Regions from separate parts of the Gasterosteus aculeatus genome. Here region 1 is linked to region 2. Evidence: chromatin contacts called from public Hi-C data. All regions are on one chromosome and are shown on one strand. Each heading gives the region's core, a stretch centred on a gene start, on an enhancer-like site or on the middle of the called end of the contact. The rest is flanking DNA. Distances are from core to core; before and after follow the strand shown.

Region 1 (5,675 bases), core at 25-2,524, 58 kb after region 2:
CATTTCATTTCTCATAATATTTTCTTTGGCAACAATTACCTTTTGACTTGATGCTCTGCTTCATAGCGTCCGGGATTTAAGATCAACAATAATGTAAAAAAAAAAGAATATATATATATATAGTATTTTTAATACTCTTTTACCCCTTTAATGAGCACTATCCAAGGCCTGAGGAGGCAAATTAGAGGCGGCCCGGCCCAGCTAATGAATTCAGCCATCTTGGTGCCTCCGTGTCCGGTTCCTCCGTGTGGCATCGCTCTGCGCTCGTGTGCCGTACGGCTGAGTCCTCCACCGGGCACATAATGACCCGGCATGGCGGTTATGGGCCCTTAGGGGGAGATGGGAAAGGGAGCGAGTGGTCTCAGAGCAGGTCATTATACAGCTAGAGGGCACACACACACACACACACTTTCAATACATCCTCCATTGCCTCCATCTCCCATATGTCTACTCTTCCATTCTTTCCTTCCAAACATCTCTTTCTATAAATCTGTCTTCACATCCTCCTGTGCCTGTCTGTCAAAACTTGTTTTGCTATTTTATTTTCGACTGTGATTTTTGTAGTCAATGTGAGGTTTTTTTTTTTAAGAAATAATTTGGAACACAATTTGCTCAGACGTCGTGTGAACAAAATATGTTGTGTTTGGGGATCTTTGGCATTTGGCTTGCAATTAATGGGCCAATCTAAACCCAAAAAGCATAGTGGGGCTGTATCCTTGATCAAGACTCACTTAATTATTCTTCCTCTCTAACGGTTAAATATAGGCTGTTGGTTGCAGGGTAATCGGACCCAGGGTCTGTGGTTAACTCGAGCTCACCGGCCGGCTTTAATGTTCCGACCGACCCACATCAAAGGGAGTCCCACCAGGCTGCCAAAATCACACACCCTACACAGCCTGACCAAATCCCAGTGTGTGTGTGTATGTGTGTGCGCGCACACAAGGCAGTGGAAGGTGACTGCGAAAGTTTTTGCTCCGTGCGTCCTCTGGTAACAATTAAGTTGATGGTTAAGAGTCCATGCTGCAGAACCCTCTCCTAAGCTCCCTCACACACACACACACACACACGCTGGCACATGACAACTCACATGCAAACACATGCAGTTGCTGTCTCACTCGCTTGATCAATGGCACACATCCACACACAGACACACTCAAACCCGCGCGCGCACACACGCGCACCAACGTACACATTGGGCTGGTGTGTAACTGTCAGGGTCAGTCAGAGGGCAGACGCTGTGCTGATGTATTGAGAAAGCTCGTCTGGGAATGTCCTCAGTGTGGAAACACATTCCCCGTATGCACGCACACACTCACACACACACACACACACTCGCTCACCACAGATCTAACCGGCAAGAAGGGGAAAGGAGTGAGAAAAAAAAACACTGATGAGGCCCAGATGATCACCCCTCCTTTCCTCTTTCTTTTTCTCTTTCTTTACCCACCCCTTACCCCCTCATTCCTCCCTCTCTTCGTCTCTGTTCATTGTCTCTTTTTCCTCTGGTCTCCTATCTAGCTACAGGTAGACTGCCCCCTAGAGGTTAGGAAAGACACAGGTTTAGTTACCTCATGATCGAGGACTGGCTTCGTCTGTGATATTGCCGACATGTAATGCGCCATAGCTTCCAAACATCAATCAGTATCACTCAATTATACATGTGTACAATAAACCTGTTTAAAAAAAAGCAGGTTGGTTCAGATCCAAGCAATTATATTTCTACTTTTACAAACATTTGGTGCAGTGAAGGACTGAAAGCAGACAATGACAAAAGAATATTTCTCATTTGAGACATTGTCGTGACGTTGCAGTATGTGGGATCTTCAAGAGCTTTTTTTTGTTTTGTTTTGACCCTTTGCCCTCCCCTTCTTTTCTTTCTCTTTCGCTCTGTGAAACACGCTGTTTGATTTGGGCCATTTGCTTTTCTCTGGCATTGAACAAAAGTCAAGTACAGAGAAAAGATAAACCAATGATGAAAGGCTTTCAAAAGCACTACACACAGCAATATTTACACACACACACACACACACACACACACACACACACACACACACCCATACACACGCACACTCTCATGCTTCCTCTTTTCCTCTATATGAAGGTGGGGTGAATTAAAATACAAAGATGGACGCCGCTGCACCGGCAGTGAAAATTGCAATTTCTGCAGCCGGGGCTCTCCTGGCTGACAGGAGATATTTCATCCCCGTTGTCACCAACGTATTAATAAAACATCAGGAGCAGAGTGCAGTCCCAGTCCCTCACACACGCACGCACACACACACACACACACACACACATGCACCTTGAGATAGACCCTGTGTACGCATGCAAAATGTGCACACCACTCACAGACATGTGCGAATGCAAAAATACAGCAGCGTTCATGTATATGAACACAAACACACACACACACACAACCGCAGTCCTCCCCTTCAATCACATGCCAGCATCTGCCATGAACATTTCATGCTGTATATAATGTCCACTTAATGTGTTGGCGCTTAAAGCAGCGGCGCCAGGCCTTAGTCTATGTGTCCGTCCGTGTGTGTGTGTGTGTGTGTGTGTGTCTTTTGCTGTCAATGTGTGCGTGCGCTGTTGGAGAAAGGGTTAATCATATCATGTTTCCGAGGGGGGGTTTCGCAGAGCCCTCGTGCTCGTCATACAATGCCCAAAGTGATTGTATGCAAATGCAAGCTGACCCCAATGCACCCTTTGCCTGATTTCTATGAAAATGACTCCATGCAAGGTGCGTGTGAGTGTGTGTGTGTGTGTGTGTGTGTGTGTGTGTGTGTGTGTGTGTGTGTGTGTGTGTGTGTACTTATTAAGGCAGTGCAGGATTGATGAGTCCAGCTCTTCTACACACTCTCCCACAAACACACACTCTCGCAGACACCCGTTTCATTCTCTGGCAGAGTGAGGGGTTTGTGGTGAAATAGACCCCCCTCCTCCCTTCCCCCGCTTAGAAGACTTGAAATTTTTAACGGTTTGCTCGGTGTGTGTGTCTGTGTGTGTGTGTGAGTGAGAATATGATACCGCGTGTGTATGATTTGACGCCTGTGTGCAAGTGTTTCTGTTTGATTTTGCATTTGGGTGTGCTGCCCTGAGAGGAGGGTTCTGTGTGTGTGTGTGTGTGTGTGTGTGTGTGTGTGTGTGTGTGTGTGCTGAATGTGCGCATGCCTGGTTATCTGGCCTCTCTCAGACTGCTCAAAATTCATTACAAAGTGACATCAGCCCAGCCGGAGACAAATGATGGCTGGATGAAAGGGAGCGCTGGGGCTCGGCTAGGATTAGTGTTAGCTTGCGCTGGCGACACATATACACCCATACACACAAGGCGCACATGCATGCACACGCACGCACACACACGCACACACACACACAGACACACACACACTTTAATCCACTGGCAGAACACTGCAGATATACAGAATTATCAAACAAGGGGCTGAACTCTCGGAGATGGGCAGGCTAATCTGCTAATAGTACAGAGCTGCACGAGTGCGTGTGGGTTTGTGGGTCTGTGCGTGTATGCATGCACAAATATTTACAGAGGTAACAGAAATACATTGACACAATATCTTCTCACGGCACAGAAGTGAATCTACACAATCACTTCATGGAATAGTGTGGGCGATATTCATATCACTATTCTTTTTCACGTCTTTGAGAAAGTAGAAAATATAGCTTCCATTGCAGGTTTTACATTAAATCAGTAACCTTTCCTCTTTTTTTTCTTTGTTGTAAAATAATATAAACACTTTTCTAATGAAATGAAATTTCTTTTACAATTAATTTTAAAATCAGAAACAGCAAAAATATTTCACATTCATTTAAAAAGACTTAAAAAGATCTACAATTAAACGATGTGTGTTGAAGTCTTAAAATACATTAAAATACCATTATATATTCTTTCTAAAGAATATATAATGGTATTTTAATGTACCAAAATGACTGAAACTGTTCAGAGATATAATGTTGTCACGCAACTTCCCTGCTTAGGTGTATTATGTTTCACCCACAAAAAGTGGCGTCACTGGGCTATTTTCAACAGACGTATTCCTTGCTGGTGGATTTATAAAACCGACCCCTGTTTAGAAAAAGAGCAGGTTGTGAGGATTATCTGAACCTGGGAACATGTTCAACAATGTTCTTCGATTCTTACATGATGTGGTAATATCTGATGTCTCGGTGTTGCAGACCATCATGGGTAATGTAGTGGTTTTCTCTGTGCATTTTCAGAGGAGAATGCTGAGGACGGTGAGAGACCTCCTCGCTCTTCCTCCAGGCCTGGACCCAACCTCACTGACCGAGACTTGACGGACAGCAGGAGAACTGACCGTAAGTCTACTTACACACACACACACACACACACACACACACACACGGACACTTGTAAAAAACACACATGAACCGTATGCTTCCCTTCTTTTATAAGTTGTCATTCATCTCTGGCCTTCAGATAAGGTTCTAACGTGTGTGTGTGCGTGTGTGCGTGTGTGTGCCATGTGAATGCGGCTGACTAGCCTCCATGTGACCTGCTTTAATCGTTTCCATCTGACAAAAAGAGAAAAAGAGAAAGAGTAAGACAGCGAGAGAGAGAGAGAGAGAGAGAGTGGGAAAGAAGGAAAGAGAAAAAGAGAGCGGGATAAGTTGAGTGTTGGGGATATTACAAGGCAATGTCCAGGCCCCAGATTATTTTTTAATCAAATCAGTTTGCGTGCTTGTAATTTATAAGCGCCTTGCATTAATCTTTTTTCGTTCTTGTGCCCTCTCAGATGACATATTAATTTTTCATAAGCGCAGGATTAGACGGGAGGGGGTGGGGGTCTGTGTATATGTTTTTCTAATATTGCACCGCATCCTTGCAACCCATAAATTAGTTTTTTCCTGCACCCACCCTTCATTTTTCTTTCTCCCCTATTTTTCCCTGTCTCAATCCGTCCCTTAATTGTTGCCCAATCTGTGACCCTGCGATCACCAGGCCTTACCTACGCTGGAAAAAGAGCACTCGCTCATCCGTTTGTGAGAATAGCAAATGTTGTAAGCAGGGAGGGGCAACAATCTGTACAAGACGGCTTGGTGTTTTTGTTATTTCGGGGCGAGGTAGGGAGCACATAATGCCTCCGCTGCGAGGCTGTGGTTTTCGGGATAGTCCCGGCTTTGTTAGATTTGATTTACCCAAATAAGAATTCATATGGTCTTTTTATGTATGAGATGGAAATCCTTGGCTGAGGATGAATATTGCATGGGGTCCCACTCTTCTTTCCCCTGTCATTGCACGGGGGTTCTCTCCTTCTCATTCTTTCTCCCTCTCTCCTGTCCCACTCGCCCCTCTCCTCCTCCCCCACTCAGACGCACACACCTTCCAACTTCCGCCCTCTATCCGTCTCACCAACTCCCCACCCCTTCCTTCCTAGCAGGCCGTACCTAGCTCCGTAATGTGAGGCTCAATGAGGCAGAAGGAGAGCTGAGTGAGGCTGGGGCCTATTAGTTTAGCTAGTCATCTATCTTTCAGCTCCATCTCTCTGACAGGCCTGTCTGACGGACTGGCGGGGAACCACCATCCATGCATTTACCGCCGCATATTACCGCCAGCGTCATTTAACACCACCAGCACACATGCAAAAAAGGGTCCAGGCCCCTCCTCCTTTAATGCGTGCGTACGTATGTGTGGG
Region 2 (5,553 bases), core at 2,463-4,962:
AAATTGTGTTAATTATTGAGTTCTCAATGTCCCAAAACAGAAAATATTTCTTCATTGTCCTCATTAACTTCCGCACGCATTTGAAATCTGTTTGGGCCTCTGCCGTTTCTTAATGTGTTTCTTAATTGTTAAATGTCCAAAGGGGGGAAACGTATGCCTTTTGCCCCGAACCCAGTGAGGTCAGAGGTCAGACTCATCTTCAGAACAAGCATGAGGAGCAGGGACTGACTCAGTCTTTCTCTCAATGGCACTTCCGCACGGTAGACGCTTGCAGAAACGACTGCTTGAACTCAGGTCATCCGGTTTAATGACGGTCACAAGGAAAGGAGGCTGAAGAGGCCCCATAAGGACTCTTCCACTGTAGTGATGAAGCCAACAAGCAAATTTAGGGGTCACTGCAGAACTCAGAAATGACGCCTCTCTATCTCCCTTTCTTTCTCTCTCTTCATTCTCTCTTTCGCTCCAAGTGTTGCCAATTTGTCTGAGCCGCATCCGCTAATCCGTGCGCATTTACGCATTGGTCATTGCGCCTCCGGTTGACTTGGCTGGCTTGATATATGATGGCGTCCAGGCGGGAGACTGACTGACTGTACAAGCTCAGAGCTTGTGTTGGGTGGTAACTCCTTTCTTTTCTGCCAGGTTTTAATGCAAAGTACAAGGAGTGGTGAAAAGAATGTCCACAAACAACACGTTCAATTTCTTTTCTTTTCTTTTTTTATTACAATAAAACATGAACCAAATGACAGCAAAGCCTCAATGTAATTTTTTTAAAATAGGGATTGAAATTCATTTAAATTTTTAATATTCGCTAATTATAAATATTTTCTTTTTTGCTCGGTTAAATAAAAATAATTTGGCAGCTGCGGTGTCACTGTGTGCAATTCAGGAAACGTAAACTACATTGTATTGCTTTTATTTCATGGGTAATATATTAGTTTCAGAGCACCGGATACGAGACATTTCTGTCGCTTCTGACATGGGTGTCAATCTGTTGCCATAGAACTCCCTTCTCGGTACTTCCCGGGTTATTTGCCGTGTTGGGACGGCCCACTGAGCGGCAGAGGAAAAAAGAGGGGGGTGGGGGGGGGCGTAGGGGCCCTGGCTCGATGATGGGGTGGGAAGGTGGAGGGGTGACAGTCCCCGGGAGAGAGGGAGAGTAGGGGCTCCTGGAATGGACCTCTCGGACCACTAAATTGACATGTTGAAGCTCCTGGGTGGAAAAAGAAAGCACTCTAATAAGCCGTGTGACAACATGCAGCTGAGCAGTCTTACTTTCATGAGGCCATTAAACAGCAGGCCTCCTGCTAGATTTCAAATCATGTCATTATCGCTGGAATTTATTCTAAGTCAGGTTTTATTGTACTGGTTTATGCGTAAAACTATATTTATATTATTACTTCATCATTGTTGTTGCTTTTGTTATTGCTATTTATTCCCTGATATGTGGCATTTTTCCTAAATCTCGTAATAGTGCGCTAATGTGTGATTTGAAAAATGCTGCATCTTCAATTTATGCAGTTTTGATGCAGCAGTTCTCAATATCGTGTTATGCAAATCACGGTTTAATTAATAATAGCGAGTCACTCAAGTGATTCTGATCAGGTCCAACAACGTCCTCTTATTTGATACGGAGCACACAGGTGCTTTTGTTCCCAACCAAGGCGGCTTTACAGGTCTGTGGGAGTATGTGGACCTGAGTGATAATCAATAGAATTTGGCGTGGAACGGGACTGGAGGCGGGTGGCCGTGTTTTGTGTTACGGGGCAACGCGAGGAGGCCGTTTCCGTCCATATGTGGAGGACGCTCACTTGACGCGTGTCTATTAAAGAGGGATCAACAATGAGAAATATCGGAGGACTAAAGGGCCAAGTGGGAGGAGGGCAGACTGAATGGAAACCGCAGTAGGGGTTCGCGTTGCAGTGTGAGGGGGGGGGGGGGCGCACATCATGGAGGGGGCGGGGGGGGTCGGCGTGTTCCCGACAGTGTGCGCGCTCTTGTCCCGAGTAGATTTCCCTCACGCGTAAACGCGGCCGAAACGCGGTGCGACGACGCCTGCCAAGTCACCCACCTCCTCCAGTCCCGTGGCTGTTGTTCTCCTCCTCCTCCTCCTCCTCCTCCTCCTCCTCCACCTTGTTTGCTCGCCACAACAGTTGGTCCTCTTCGGGAGCGATATCTCGGCCGCAGCTGCCCCGCCTGCGTCTGGGTAAAGTCTTTACAGTCAGGGGCGATCGATGGCTCTTATCAAATAAACAGAGTGGCACCGGCGGCCGCACGGACCCCCGAAACCTCCACCCCCACCCTCATGCTCCTGTCTCCTAATCTCACCCCCCCTCATCCCAACCCAACCCACCTCCTCCCTGCTCGAGAGCCCTAGCAGCTGTGGTCCCGTGTAAATTTTACATGATTGGCACCTCTTTATTTTACCCCCCCCCCCCCCTCCACCTGTCTCCATCCCCCTGTTCCCTGCCCCTCTCCATATCGTATCATGTTGCATATTAATGCGCAGTTTATGCAACATCTCATCCGACAGGGAGCACGCGCTCTTCTGGGGAATCTGCATATACCTGATTGCCTGAAAGTGCTTGATTGTTGCGATGTGATGCTGAAATGTGATATTTGGATATGTGGAGACAAAGTGTGTGGGGGGGAGAGGAGGGGGGGCGCTTCCCCTTGACCCTTGAAATGTAACGTATTCCCGTGCGGCCCCGTTTGATTGGGGCTATTTTCTGTCTAATTGTTGTCATCAGGAGTCGCGCTATCACTCCGCATCTGGAAGCACTTTGACGTCCAAGTCAGTGGTTCTCGAAAGTGCGGTTCAAGAATCGTCGAAAGGACCCCCCCCCCCCCCCCCCCCCATATAGAACTGTTTAATTTTTACCGTGATTTTATTAACATACAATTATTCCAATTAGAAAGCACGTGTCTGAATGGAGGTTTCAGATGTACGCGTCACACGTACAGCAGGTTTACAATGTGAGTCTAAATTGACCAAAAAAACAAAAACATGTTGGGGTCCCGGAGATAGAATCTAATTAAACGGGGACCCTTGGCTTAAGGTGTGTCCATTCGGGGGTCCTTGACATGAACATGCTGGAGAAGCCCTGATCTAAGTGACTGAGGCAAAGGGGTTGAATTGACAGTCTTTGTTTCTTTTTTCCCTTCTCTGCCCCCCCCCCCCCCCCCCACCTCTCTGTCTCTCTCTCTCAACCTCTCTCTATTTCTGCGTAACCCCCCCCCCCCCCCCCCCCTCTCCTTTAAAGGGAACGGAAGAGTGGGCTGATACTGGTCTCATGTTGCGTATAGATTTTCGTTTATATAATCGATCGAAATGTCCCAATACATTGATTTCGGGTTCAGTGTTTTACAAACAAGCGTTTATGGGTCTCGATTTTATGTTAGGGATGATTCCAGTGTGACACCGATGCGCAGAGAAGCTGGAGTTGTTGGTTTTTAAATACGTTATGAATATACATACAAATACATATATTCCTATATACATTATTTAATGTATTAAAAAATATATACAAAAACTGAATCGGGGTGGGGGAGAGCAAAGAAGAAGAAAAGCGGGGGTGAGGGGGGGGGGGACACAATATTGTGCTGTCTCTCTCCTTAATCAAATAAAGTGGTGTAAAAAACACACACACACAAAAGCATTTCCTTCCCTCTGAATTTCTCCTTGAATTATATGCCATCACTAGTGTGTGTGATTGCGGAATATTAAATTAAAGTGGGATAAGTCCGCACCGAGGCGGGCTGCGTCCAATCCGCAACTCATTTCCCCTGTTGTAGCACCGCATCACTGCGCTCCTCTCTTTTCAATGACAATGTGCCAAATCTGGGCATTTTGAAAACACTTTCCATATGCTATTATCGGATCGCTACTGAGCAAGAGAAAGACAGAAAAGAAGGAAAACGGAATGTTTTATACCAAAGGTACCGAGAATCTACGTTTTTATGTGTCATCTCTTTCAATGGCTTATTATACTTTATGCTTTTTGGGGGAGATTTAAAAGAGGTAAGAGGAGGAAAATTTGAAGTTTTTTTTATTTTTTACAACGATTGCATATTTATTGGAGCGCTGGTGTTTGGCTTTAGGGCTGGAAGTGAAAACGTCGAGAGAGTTTATGTTGAGCATATATGGGCAAAAACTTAATTTGGTTTCATTGTTTTTTTTACCATGTTTTCCTCGTTTTATTTGCTAAAGAGGGGGTCGTTTTTGCTCACATCTCTCTGGAGTGTTTGTCAGCAAACAAGTAGGTGGCTTTTATAAGACGTTGATTTCGTTGAAATCACAGAAAACAGTGATCTCTTTTGGATTTATTTGCAATTACTTGATTTTGCGAGTCTTCGCCTTAATTTAACGCAGGTGTCAACTTACAAGGGACATCACATTCCGACAATTATGTCTCTATTATTTATTTTATCGCGCTGAAAAATATAATTGTTGTTATTGACTTTTTGGAAATACATATTTCCAAGTCCATTCTTTTATGGTTAAATTATGCTGAAGTCTTTTGTCGGTGGCAGACGTCTAAAGAGTTGCGCGTAACTTCTTATTGGCCGTTTTTGTGGAATTTTGCGAAGCTTATTTTGGGCATGTGTTTGCTGTTACGAGAGTGGGCCAGTGGGTCACTGTGGCACGTCGCGGGTCAGAGCTGTGGGCTTTTGCGTGTTTTTTGTGTGTGTCCTGAGGAGGCAGAGGGGTCAGCCAATGCAGCCCCATGAGGGCGCCGACGCACAGGACAAACAAGCTCCGTAGGCACACGCCGAGACCACTGACCAGGTGACCGTCTCTGGCAAATACGACTAAGAGCAAAATCATTTACTAAATTATTACTATTTGTTTAAATTATAACAGAATCTAACGTCGAATTAATTCTGATTTTTCGGGTTAATTTCCGACAGTGGGCCTATATATCGATTGTTGCGCGATGGTTCCGTCCCATGTGTGCCAAGGTGAATTTCTCCCGACGATTCAAAGGTATTGATCGGCTCAAGTGGCATCAGATCTTTGTGGGCTCGATGCTACCTTTCATACGTCTGGGTGCATTATACAATAAAACAAAACGTCTTTAACCACACGATCATTTAAAAAGGATTTTTAGTTGCTGTCGTCCTGTGCTTTGTTTTCAGGGATGCCACTTCGACACGTATTTGCTTTACACAAATTACTCGCACGCTCGCGCGCACACGCAGACACACACATATATATACACACACACACACATACACAAGCAGTCACACACAGACACCAGACCGGAGTTTAGAGATAAACATCTATAATTAACTGAGGATGCGGCTGATATGGAAATGGGGCGAAATATTAGTTAACGCGGTCTATTGTCAAGCGGTCCTGCGGAGAAAGAGCATCGTCTGCGGGGAGAGAGGGAGGGTGGAGACCGGGGGGGCGGAGGGGGTGGTGGTGGGGGGGGGGGGGTTACAACATGCAGGAGGTTAAGATAAGCGGCAGCCCGATATCAGTTCGCCAAATCCGCTTTGTACTTTCTCTTTTTCTCACTGAAAACAAATTAAATAGCAAAAGCAACTCCG

Evidence for each region. A called contact is a pair of places that touch in the nucleus more often than the background predicts.
Region 1: a contact with region 2 is called in a Hi-C map of tail fin, with 1.8 times the contacts expected there. The contact joins the enhancer-like site here to the promoter of zfhx4 in region 2. A contact is called at or near these places in 4 of 6 Hi-C or Micro-C datasets (skeletal muscle, tail fin and whole body).

The regions. Positions count from the first base shown.
Region 1 is chr21:12,453,912-12,459,586 of fGasAcu3.hap1.1, forward strand. zfhx4 (zinc finger homeobox 4) reads left to right here. Exons shown (of 12, transcript XM_040166738.2): 7 at 4,240-4,338. Among protein-coding and RNA genes, the nearest start is that of pex2, 41 kb to the right of the region's middle. Within about 2 kb of position 1,275, at least 2 of the 9 cell types and tissues checked have open chromatin away from gene starts, as enhancers often do.
Region 2 is chr21:12,393,356-12,398,908 of fGasAcu3.hap1.1, forward strand. It overlaps zfhx4 (zinc finger homeobox 4), which reads left to right and starts at 3,713. Exons shown (of 12, transcript XM_040166738.2): 1 at 3,713-3,936.